Linked DNA regions of Hordeum vulgare: region 1 is linked to region 2. A link is a contact called in public Hi-C data. All regions are on one chromosome and are shown on one strand. The core of a region is the stretch at or near the end of the contact, and the rest is flanking DNA. Distances in the headings are between cores, read along the strand shown. Region 1 holds the start of LOC123444728 (expansin-A2-like). Region 2 has its middle 74 kb from the start of LOC123444728.

Region 1 (5,161 bases), core at 1,523-4,022, 75 kb before region 2:
AAGTACAATTCAAAAAGGAATTGTAAATGCATTTAAATGACAATAGATAAATGAAATTCAAACTTTATGAATATAATGTATAATAAATAAATTATTTTATTTAAAGTAATACAATTATAGTCTTGTGATTACATAACGTGAGAGAGAAACAAAATGAAAGAAGAAAGGAAAGAAAAATCTGAACTAAAGCCTAGTTATTTCTAAACTATCTATTTCTATAGGATATTCATTTAATCTTCTTTTTCTCACCTACAAAATAAACATCAAAGATGAAAGAAATGATTAATGATAAAATGTAGCATTCCAATATGTGAAAGTGAACTGAGTTATGAGATAGCACTTTGGAACTTCGACAATCAAAGCCAAAATCTATTAATTTTAAATAGTACTGACAAATACCAATTAGCAAACTATGACAGACCAAATAGACAACCAAATCACCAATGGAACAGTAGATTCCCTAATAACCAATGAAAACAGTAGGCAATAGAGCCAAATGATGAACTTTCAGGAAAGAGATTAATCTACCAAAGCCAACAAGAAAGACATTAGCACTTACTCACCCAACAACTTAAGAGCATAGACATCGAGGTGAGCATGACATCACCCAAGCAGTTGTTGTCAGGATTGCAATCACTAGAGCACCACATACCACCCATACAAACGACTTACTCACCAAGGGGCAGCTGAGTCAACTAGCTCACGCGAGCCATGCAAGGGGCTAACATAGCCTATTAATGGATCAACCAACCACCATCATCCTACCTAGCAAAACCATGTACAACAATACCAACCAGGAGACCACCAAACTGCTACAAATCAAGAAGCTAGTAGGAGCCGAGATATCCCAAGAAAAAGGCTCAACAGAAACCACAAGACGAAGCTTTAGGGAATATCACAAAGTAGAATTTGGAAAGTAGAATCCTTAGTATGGAGCAGAGTTGCTACTCTGCTCATCTTGGGATTTATAGGAGCATTGTAGAATCTGTATGACTCTAGTGAGAAGACCCGGACTACAGTATGATCAGTCGACTAAGCAAAAGCGTTTTCCTTTTTCTTCCACGTGACATAGGACAACGGGCAGCTGATTGTCAGTTGACGCCATATCATATTATACTTAAACAGTTAAGCCATAACCAAGCATTGTTCATGGTCTCCAAAATAACAAGTGTGCCCCCACAAACATCTCCCAATCATATGAAAGGATTCGGGGGTTACAACGCAACAAGAGAAGTTACAAGATACTCTCACACACCACACACCATTCCATGCATGTATTACTAAAAGTACACTTAAATAGATCACCTTGCGGTGTTTCCACAACACAAGGCTACACTAACAATGATCAAAATGCTCAGCTTCACAATGATAACTTATTTATCTCTACGATAATGTCCTACTAGCATGAGAGAAGGAAAGGCCTAAGCGGGTGCTGATCAGCAGCAGCCTCAGAATAGCCGAAGGCCTCTTCTGTAGTATAATAACGAAGAGGTTTCCTTCTTCTCTTGCTCAAGCTCCAAACCAATGCGTATGATAGAAGAAGACATGAGCCTCGCTCGCTAGAACTGGCCTCCTTCGAAGGTCTGTCCAAAGGACCAGCCGGCCGGGGCGGCGTTGTTGCTGGTGACGGTGCGGCCGTCGCTGAGGGTGACCCGGAAGGAGAGGCTCTGGCCGTCGAGGTCCGCGTTGCTCTGCCAGTTCTGGCCCCAGTTGCGGGACATGGCCTGCCACCCGGAGCTGGACCCCTTGATGGAGACGGACTGCACGTCGCCGGCGCCGGCCACGTTGGTCACAAGCACCAGGTTGAAGTAGGAGTGGCCGTTGATGGTGAACCTCATCCCGCCCTTCTTCACACAGGGCACCCTGCAATACAGTCGGTGAAACAGAGATGTTCAGTTAAATTGCGACTTGCAACTTGCAATTTGCAGTATCATGGTCGAGTGAGCGTGACGCTTAAACTATTTCAAAACAGCACCGAGAGTTGCTGTCAGACCAAACTGCACCAAATCTGCACTCTGGCCCACCTAACATGGTCGACACCGACAACGGACCAGATTAAGTAAATTTGTACTCCATGCGAAAAGGTTTGTAGACGACGGTCGATCGACATCGACTCACCTCCGGTAGGAAACGGGCACGATGCCGGCGCGGTAGATACCGATCTGGAGGTAGGCGGGCTCTGCCATGTCGAAGTGGGCGCGCGGCGGGTTGCACCAGCCGCCGTCGTCGTTGGGCAGCGCGTAGTTGGGCGGGCAAAGGTTGGTGGCGGTGATGGTGATGCTGCCCGGCACGCACGAGCTGCCCTGGCACTTGAGCTCGTAGCACGACCCGCACGCCGCGCCGTCGTTGAACAGCGCCGTGCTCAGCGCCGCCGTGTTCGTGCCGTAACCCGTGCTGTACAGGTTCCCGTAGCCGCACGCGCCGCCTGCAGGACACTTCAGTTAGACATGTCGGGAGCCACACACATACAGGTAGCTAGCTAGGTGCTTTTTTTTCGCTTCAAGGCTGTACACTCATGATGAACTCACCCATTGTGCCGGACGCGTCGCCGCCGCCGTAGAAGGTGGCGTGGGCGGTCTGCCACGAGCCGTAGTCGCCGGCGGCCCGCCGGGCGAGGAAGCAGAAGGCGGCCGAGAAGAGCAGGAGCAGAGCATTGGAGGAGGCCATTGCAAAGCGCCCGAAGCTAGCAGCTGCTGCCTTTCTAGCTCGGTAAAGCGACCGACCGAACTTGCTCAGGAACCGATGGAATGGTTGCTTGGCTGTGAAGAGAGAGTTGCTACCGGCTAGGTATTTATAGGCGAACTGCCGAGTGCTCCTGGCCGTTGGAATCGTTAATCGCTTTGCCGAACGGCGGAGAACAGGGTACAGGGGACAAAAGTCGGAGAAGGAAGTGGGGACTGCGTATCCATCCGTCCCCGGCCCCGAGCCACCGCCGACCACGAGCGGCCACGACGGCGGTTAGCACATACGAATCGCGCGCACATGCGGGTGCTGGTCACCGCGGACGCTTCGCACAACGAGACAGCAACTGGCCTGGTCGTGTGCGTACCAATTCATCGCCAGATTAAGCTCGCCTGCCCACATGGCTCCCACGAGCTACAGGCCATGGATTTCGCAACTGGGGAGGAAGAAAACAATATGGATCCTGTTCATTGATACATAACCATAAAATAAATCAGGTTAACCATGTGATCGTGTGAACCTGAAGGGCGTATACCACGAATCCGTCAGGATCAAGATGCTGCTAATGAATTATTGCGCATCCAGAAGCTATGCGTGCATGTTCGGGGTCGCCCTCTGGTAATTCACGTATAGAGTAACATGCATGCCATGCCATGCCAAACTTTTACTGCGACGTGTGGCAGGGACAGGATGTCGAAGTCGCGCGCAACAGTTTGATGTGATGCGACGGAATTCGATCGAAAGCCGAAAGCAAATCCAATTGTTTAGTGATGCTCAATCCATCAAGTTGCACATAGATTAATATGAGGAACGGAAAGAGGAGGCATGACAACCAATCGTCCCAGAGTGTGAAGCATGTTCCTCCGGACGCCTTTCCCCTTTCCAACGGTGGCGAGGAGCTTGCCCCGAGATTCGAAACTTGCGTTCTTCAGTTAACCTTTCGTTTCGTCGGTTATAACCTCCGGCCACCCGGAGCCGGTAGCTCCACTAAAGTTATATAAACCTGAGATCTGCCTGTCGGGTGTGGAAACCACGGAAGGAACATCGGATTGGACACGCGAAGCAGGGAGTTCTGGTGCTGGGACAGATTAATCTAACGAGGTTAAAATGCCACTATCCTAGCACTAGCAACCTGCATGCACGTCACTACCAGTCCAAGACCAAATGATAAGTTCCGAGTTTTATAAGGCATAGTTGGCTGATTATTAGGGTTCTCGACTTCACATGCATGAACATGGCCACGTACGTAAGCGGACAAAGTTGTACAGAAATCGGTATCTTCAGACCAAACTGCAGATGCAGAGGTGCTGCGGCCTGCATGCGCATGCAGGTATGTCATGCATGTACATACAAGATCTCGTTTGCTAGCGCATCTCCCGTCCTGTGCGCCAAGTGTCAAACCGATCGGTGGCTGCAATCAATGCACCATCTCTTGCTCCAAACCACGATCTACTCTCATTGTTATATGTCAATGTTGCTATAAATTAAGCAGGTAAACCTTCGTGTAATGTACAGGAAACGTTGGTTAGTGGCCACCCAAATGGAAAAGAGACTTTGGTGCACCGGCTGACTTGCTGCTCATGCTCCGCACGTTGTGTAATGGACTTCTGTACCTTCCTCTTAGTTGGTTGTGCCTCACTGCCCCGTGCTTGAAACGCAGCATATAGCATCGTTTCACCTTCTCAATTGGTACAAAGTCACCCTTCATATGGTAATTATTTGCCCTGGATTTGTCTAATAAACAGCCAAGTATATTAGTATAACTGAAAAACACGCGAGCATAACAGGTAAACGACTTAGAAGCGTCGGCGTCTCATCATCATAGCGTGTTAGTAGAGGATATACAGGGGGGGTCGCGGTTAGCTTTCCTGTCATAATCTGTGGCTTTCAAAGATAACATGCGCGCCAAGCGCCACGCTTTCACAAAAGCAATACTAGTCTCACTCTCACTCTCACGGCGGCAGCGACTAGAACTAATTAACCGTCTATTTCCTGGCCCCCACGACGCCATGTTACCCGCACATGCATCGGCCGCCCGGCCATCACGGCCAATCTCCTGTTGCTGGAGGATTCGCCTTATCTTGGAAGCATTCCATAATTTCCAACATCATCAAGCCGCTTCATGATTTTTAAAAGTGTTGTTTTTTATTAACACTGATGATCGAGTGAGCCCATGCCAGGTGTTCTGTTTGTGATGCTGCTGGGTGGTGGAGTGCTGGATCTGGGTCGGCGGTGAGGTAGAACAAGCTCTGTCTTCCGACAAGCCTAACGAACAGTGGGGCTTGCATTGCACGGTGTAATGTGTTCAGCTTACATGAGCTTAGAAAGTCTGAAACCTTCAACAACTATTGCAAACTTATGATTTCAGTTACTGGTGGTCGTTCTGCCCAAAATCTTTTTTTTTAGTTTTTATCCTTTCTACTACTGTACATAAATGGCACAAAGACCCTTTTTCCACAACAAAAACATAACATGGGCA
Region 2 (5,164 bases), core at 1,825-4,324:
TGTGCCGCTCCTCTTATTATCATATGTGAAAGGGATGCCCGACAACCCAATATCCACTAACTGGCATACTTCAAGTACATCACAGAAGACAATAATTTGGGGTTCCGGTCTGGGTGTCGATGACATATGCTCAAAATCCCAAAGGCATTCATTAAAATCGCCTATTACCAGCCAAGGGAGATCCGAGGAGGATAAAAGGGACTGGAACTTTTGCCACATGAGATGTCGGTTCTTCACACGTGGCTCTCCGTAGACAGAGGTGACTCTCCACTTTTGGGTGTGTACATGCAAGCGAACTATGGCGTCAATGTATCGAACATATTTATCCAGAACATCAACCAACAAACTTTCATGCCAAAAGAGAGCAAGGCCACCGCTAAGGCCATTACTATCCACACTATCAAAACCTTTCACACCCGGTTGGCCTCTCAATCTTCTCATCCTTCCTTATTTTTGTCTAGTCTCACACAAAAAGACCATCGTGGGGGAATGCGACTGCACTAGCGTCGCTAGCTCACGAACTGTTTCGGGATTCCCCCCTTCCCCATAGTTCCAACTCTTGAGATTCATTGGTCTCGGCGGCTCTACCCTTGGCAGCCCGCCAATAGTGGACCATTCTTTTGGGAACCAGTTGTGATCAGAGCGGTATTGTTAATACCAATTTTTGGTCTCTTGGGATCTTGCTTCAGCGGCGGACTTGGTGGGATAGTTCCAGTACATGTGAGAGGCAAGGCTTTCATGGGTGTAGTCTGCCCAAGAAGATCCTTCCACTCCACCCCCCTTTTCCTGTTCGAGTCATACACCCGTTGTTCATTCCCCAAGAGCTTGTCCACTTCCATCTCAGTAGCACCAACATTACTCTTTGCAAGGGGCTCACTAGCCTCCTGGTTACGCCCCCATCTCTATAGCCTCCCCTCATGATCCAAGAGGCTCGTAGATCCTTGAAAACCAAAGCAGTCGGGGCATGAACACCATCCCCATGCTAAGTAAATAGGTGCCCAATCATGCCGCAAACAACACACCAATGAGGGAGTTGCTCGTATTTTACCTTCAAAATCTGTCTCTTCTACTTCTTCACAGTTAAAATATGGTTCTTTAGAGGTTTCCTCAGATCTAGGGTCACCTTAGCTGCGAGAAATTCCCCGCATAATCACCATGGTCATCTTCTTCCTCACACTCCACGCCCACCTTTGCTGCCAATGGTTTCACCAAAGGTCCATAACCATCCGGTAGGTCGTGAATCTGAATCCACATCTTATAGCAATTTAGGTCAATCAATGAGGGTTTGATAAATCCATCATAAGTTGCAAGCACTACCGTCTGCCCTCTGAAAGACCACGCCCCGCCCCCATCAATTACTTTGTTCCAATCTCCCAAACACGAGAATTGCAAGGTATACAAATTATCCCCCAATGATCTAAACTTGACTATTTGTGCAAGATCCCATGCGCTCCTCATGTTTTTGTAGAACCAAAAATCTCCATATTCTTTGGATGTGTGAACCTTACCAATCACGAGCCAACGAGGGTCGGCGGTCGGGTCTCGCATCTCATCCTCAAACACAAGATCATCGAACTATTCTTCCTCGATCCCCAGCTCTACCATCAGTTCCTCCAGCTCCTTCTCTTCTTGCGAACATGACGAAGATGGTTCCTCCACTACAGGAATCAGGAAGTTTGTCGTCAGGCGCTAATAGACGGCAAAGGCATGTATACAGACGGTAAAGATTTTTCCGTCAGCCAGCAGACAAGAAATCTTGATGGCATACTATGAATGGGCAAAGAGTACTTTAGTGTCAACTTTTTATTGGGCAGACAACAAAGTCTTTGCCGTCGGTCAAACTCATGTTTTGCTATCTGGCATTTACATAACAGACCGCAAAGAAAAGTTCTTTGTTGTCAGCCAATTTCTGTCTTTGTCGTCAACCTCAAACAATACAGACGACGAAGAATTATTTTTTATTAAAAAAATTGAAACCACAATCCACAAGTAAGGGTCAAAATCTTTGTCGTCTGTATATTTTTATTACAAACGACTAAGTATGTCTTTGTCGTTAACTGTTCTTTGCCGTCAGGAGATGATGATAAAGTATGTATTTGCCGTTTGTCCCGGCAAAATGCTGATGGCAAAGTGTAGTACCGGCGGCAAATTTCATCTTCCCGTAGAGCGCCATCTTAACCCTAGGCCAAGCCCAGGCAAGAAGCGATCAGCGACAGACCCTACCCCTATCCCCAACCAAGGTCGGCCGCAACACGAGGTAGCCCCGTGGTTAGCTCGATCGTCGGGGAGAGGGGAGGGGAAATGGCGGCGGTATTGATCTCAACGGCGGCGCAGGCACGGAGAGGAGGGAACCCTAACGAGAGGGGATAATAGTTGTATTGTTGGGACTTAGAGCATCTACAACCGAAACTTGCAAATCCGGTCCCTCAGACGTCCGCGAACGCGCCTAGTCAGTGATCTGGCGTGTCCCTTATTTGTCCGTCCGTGGAGCCACACTCCTCATTTTCTTCCTCGTATGTCAGGTTGCACGTGATTGGTGGAGAGGAAGAGAGAGAAAGAAAAAAATGAATAAATAAAAGAAAAAGGTGGTCCAGGGTGAGGTCGCGTCCTATGTGACCTGCTAACCGGTCGCGTCCGCGAGCCCTCATATCTTCCTCATATTTGAGATGGATATGAGAGTTTGCCGACAGCCCGAACATATAGGGACGATATAAGGGGTCCAGTTGGGTCACTCTTTTTTTCTTCTTTCTCATGTCCAATCAGTGACCGGGCGCGTCCGCAAACATATGAAGAGTCATTTGAGGTGTTCGGTTGTAGATGCTCTTAATCACATATGCATCGGTCCCCACCTTTATTCTTTGTGTATACGGAGTATATCTTCGTACTTTTTTTTTTGAAAGGTATAACTTCGTACTTGAATAGTTTCTCTTCCTTTGGCGGATGGGGGCAAAATAGTTTGGAACTATTCATAGCATGCGCCGAAGAGACGTGCTAACTGCTGGAAGGGGGGTGAAGCCATGTGGGGAGCACACACCAAACCAGATCACACAATCTTGCCGTGATGGCGACTTCAGCTCGGGGACTCTCATCAGGTCGAACAAAAAGAGATATCTGCAAAACCCCGAAAGAACGAGCCATCATGCCTACTCTACACAGAAATCTCGTCGCGGCACCAACGCGTATCTTCTTCCCCCAAACCGCCTCGACGCCATCATCATGGATGTTCGTTGCGCACTTACACACACTAGCTCACATCACACTGCTCCTGAAACGTTTCAGGCCGGAGACGGCGCGGGGTCGCCATGATCGACTTCCTTGACAGACAGAATCATGGTCGCTTAGACAGACTTGCCGTGAAACGCCGGGGATCAATCATACGACGGATCGAACTGTGGGCGTGTCGCTTGAATTTTCTTTTGAAGGAAAAGGAACTTTAGTCAATCGCTGCATTATGCAAATGCACCTAAAATGCTGGTGCGACGTCGAAAAGCAAGCAAGGACCGACGGCGAGGGGGAAAGAGCAAGGGGGGGCGAGACCGACGGGGGCGTCCGCATGTGGGCGGTGGGCCGCGTTGCGCGACCGGCGGGCGGACGGACGACCGTGGGTGGCTTCCGTTCATCAATACACCGATGGCGGCAGCCCCAACCAGACCGATGGCGCCGCGCGTCCGCGTCGCTCTCCCCTGCGAAATCCTGCTTCGGCCCCGCGCGCGACGTCGCCGTCGTGCGGCAGCGCCCGCGCACTGGAGCGCGCACGTTGCGCGGGCCGCGCGGGCGCGTGCTCCCGGAGCGGGAGGATCGATCGTGTGCTGTTGAGGCCATGTGGCCGCGGAGGAGCCGTCGTCGGGTCAGGAGTCGCTAGCTGAGGGGCCGGAACGGGAGGCGTGGCCGGTCCAACAGGCGCCGGCCGGCCGTACGTGCAGCGAGGGGTTTCGATCGATTGCTGTTGCGGCGCTGAAGAAACGGGCTTCGTTCTGGTGACCAGCTGAGGACGGCAGGGTTTTCAAGGCGACACGACTGACCGGCCGGCAAAGGGGGCTGTGCGCTTTCGGCTGGTTCACCGACGGTTTTTGTACTGCGTGGTTCTATTCAGAGGAGCCCAAAACTCCGTCGGTAGCTCATGTGGGGACGAAGGAGGACTCCGGCCGAGGGGCCTTTTATTTTTTTGGAAACAAGTTTTTTTTTTTTGAAAGGTTTTTTTGAAACAAGTTGTTTGCGCAAGGCTGCTATGTTTTCTCTGTTTTGCTAATGATCAGGTGCCTGAATCTTTAGTCCCAATTCCTATTTGACGACCTTATTATAAGCGCTGGTTAGAGTACATTTTCTGGGAGCTCCTAGTCCGCGCTGTAGGCGCTCGTTAACGATAGTCTTCTGCAGTGTCGATGGCATGGACTGACCCACTAGCACGCCTGCAAGCTGTCCAGTTTATTTTTGTTCTATTTTTCTTTATCCGATAGAAAAAACCGCTCAGATTTTCTATTTGTTATTAAAATAATATAAAAAAAAATAAAAAAGGTTTACAGATTTAAAGAAAAAGGTTCATCCATTTGAAAAAATCATATCTTTAAAAACGGTTCATCAATTTTGTAAAAAGTTCATCAATTTGAAAATAAGTTCATTGAAATTGAAAAAAATCATCCAGTTTGGAATTTTTTTATTAAATTTGTAAAAATTTCATTAAATTTGAAAAAAAGTTCATAGAAATTAAAAAATATCATATATACATTTTTAAAAATTAGTTGAACTGAAAAAAAGTTCATAAATCTTTACATAGTTCACCAAATATTTTTTAAAATCATCAATTTTCAAAAGGAAGTTCATCAATTTTAAACAAAGTTCATCGATATTCAAAAAAGTTTATAGAATTTTAATATTTTAGAAAAGGTTCATCGAATTTCAGTGAAAAGTTCATCAATTCTAAACAAAATCATTAAAATTTTAAAAAATCATCGATATTACAAAAGGTTCATAGAATTTTCAAGAAAAATATTTACCACCCGGCGACTAGATGGGCCGGCCCATTTAAGAATGCTGCAGGTGCCAGTTAACAAAATGCACGTTAACCGACGTTAACTGGCGTTTGCGGCGCCAAATTGGAAATGCATATTTTCTAATCAGCACACACACACCCTCCATACTCTAATATCTAAATGGACGGCCATGT

What was found. Hi-C and Micro-C count contacts between places; a contact is called where the count stands out from the background.
Region 1: a contact with region 2 is called in a Hi-C map of leaf, with 5 times the contacts expected there. The contact joins the promoter of LOC123444728 here to the enhancer-like site in region 2. A contact is called at or near these places in 3 of 6 Hi-C or Micro-C datasets (leaf and seedling).

The regions. Positions count from the first base shown.
Region 1 is chr3H:530,824,086-530,829,246 of MorexV3_pseudomolecules_assembly, reverse strand. LOC123444728 (expansin-A2-like) reads right to left here and starts at 2,772. Exons shown (of 3, transcript XM_045121549.1): 1 at 2,529-2,772; 2 at 2,119-2,425; 3 at 1,126-1,863. The coding sequence starts at 2,667. The coding sequence ends at 1,560.
Region 2 is chr3H:530,749,456-530,754,619 of MorexV3_pseudomolecules_assembly, reverse strand. No RefSeq gene overlaps it. Among protein-coding and RNA genes, the nearest start is that of LOC123444728, 74 kb to the left of the region's middle. Within about 2 kb of position 3,074, at least 2 of the 3 cell types and tissues checked have open chromatin away from gene starts, as enhancers often do. A contact at or near this core is called in leaf, where this site is marked.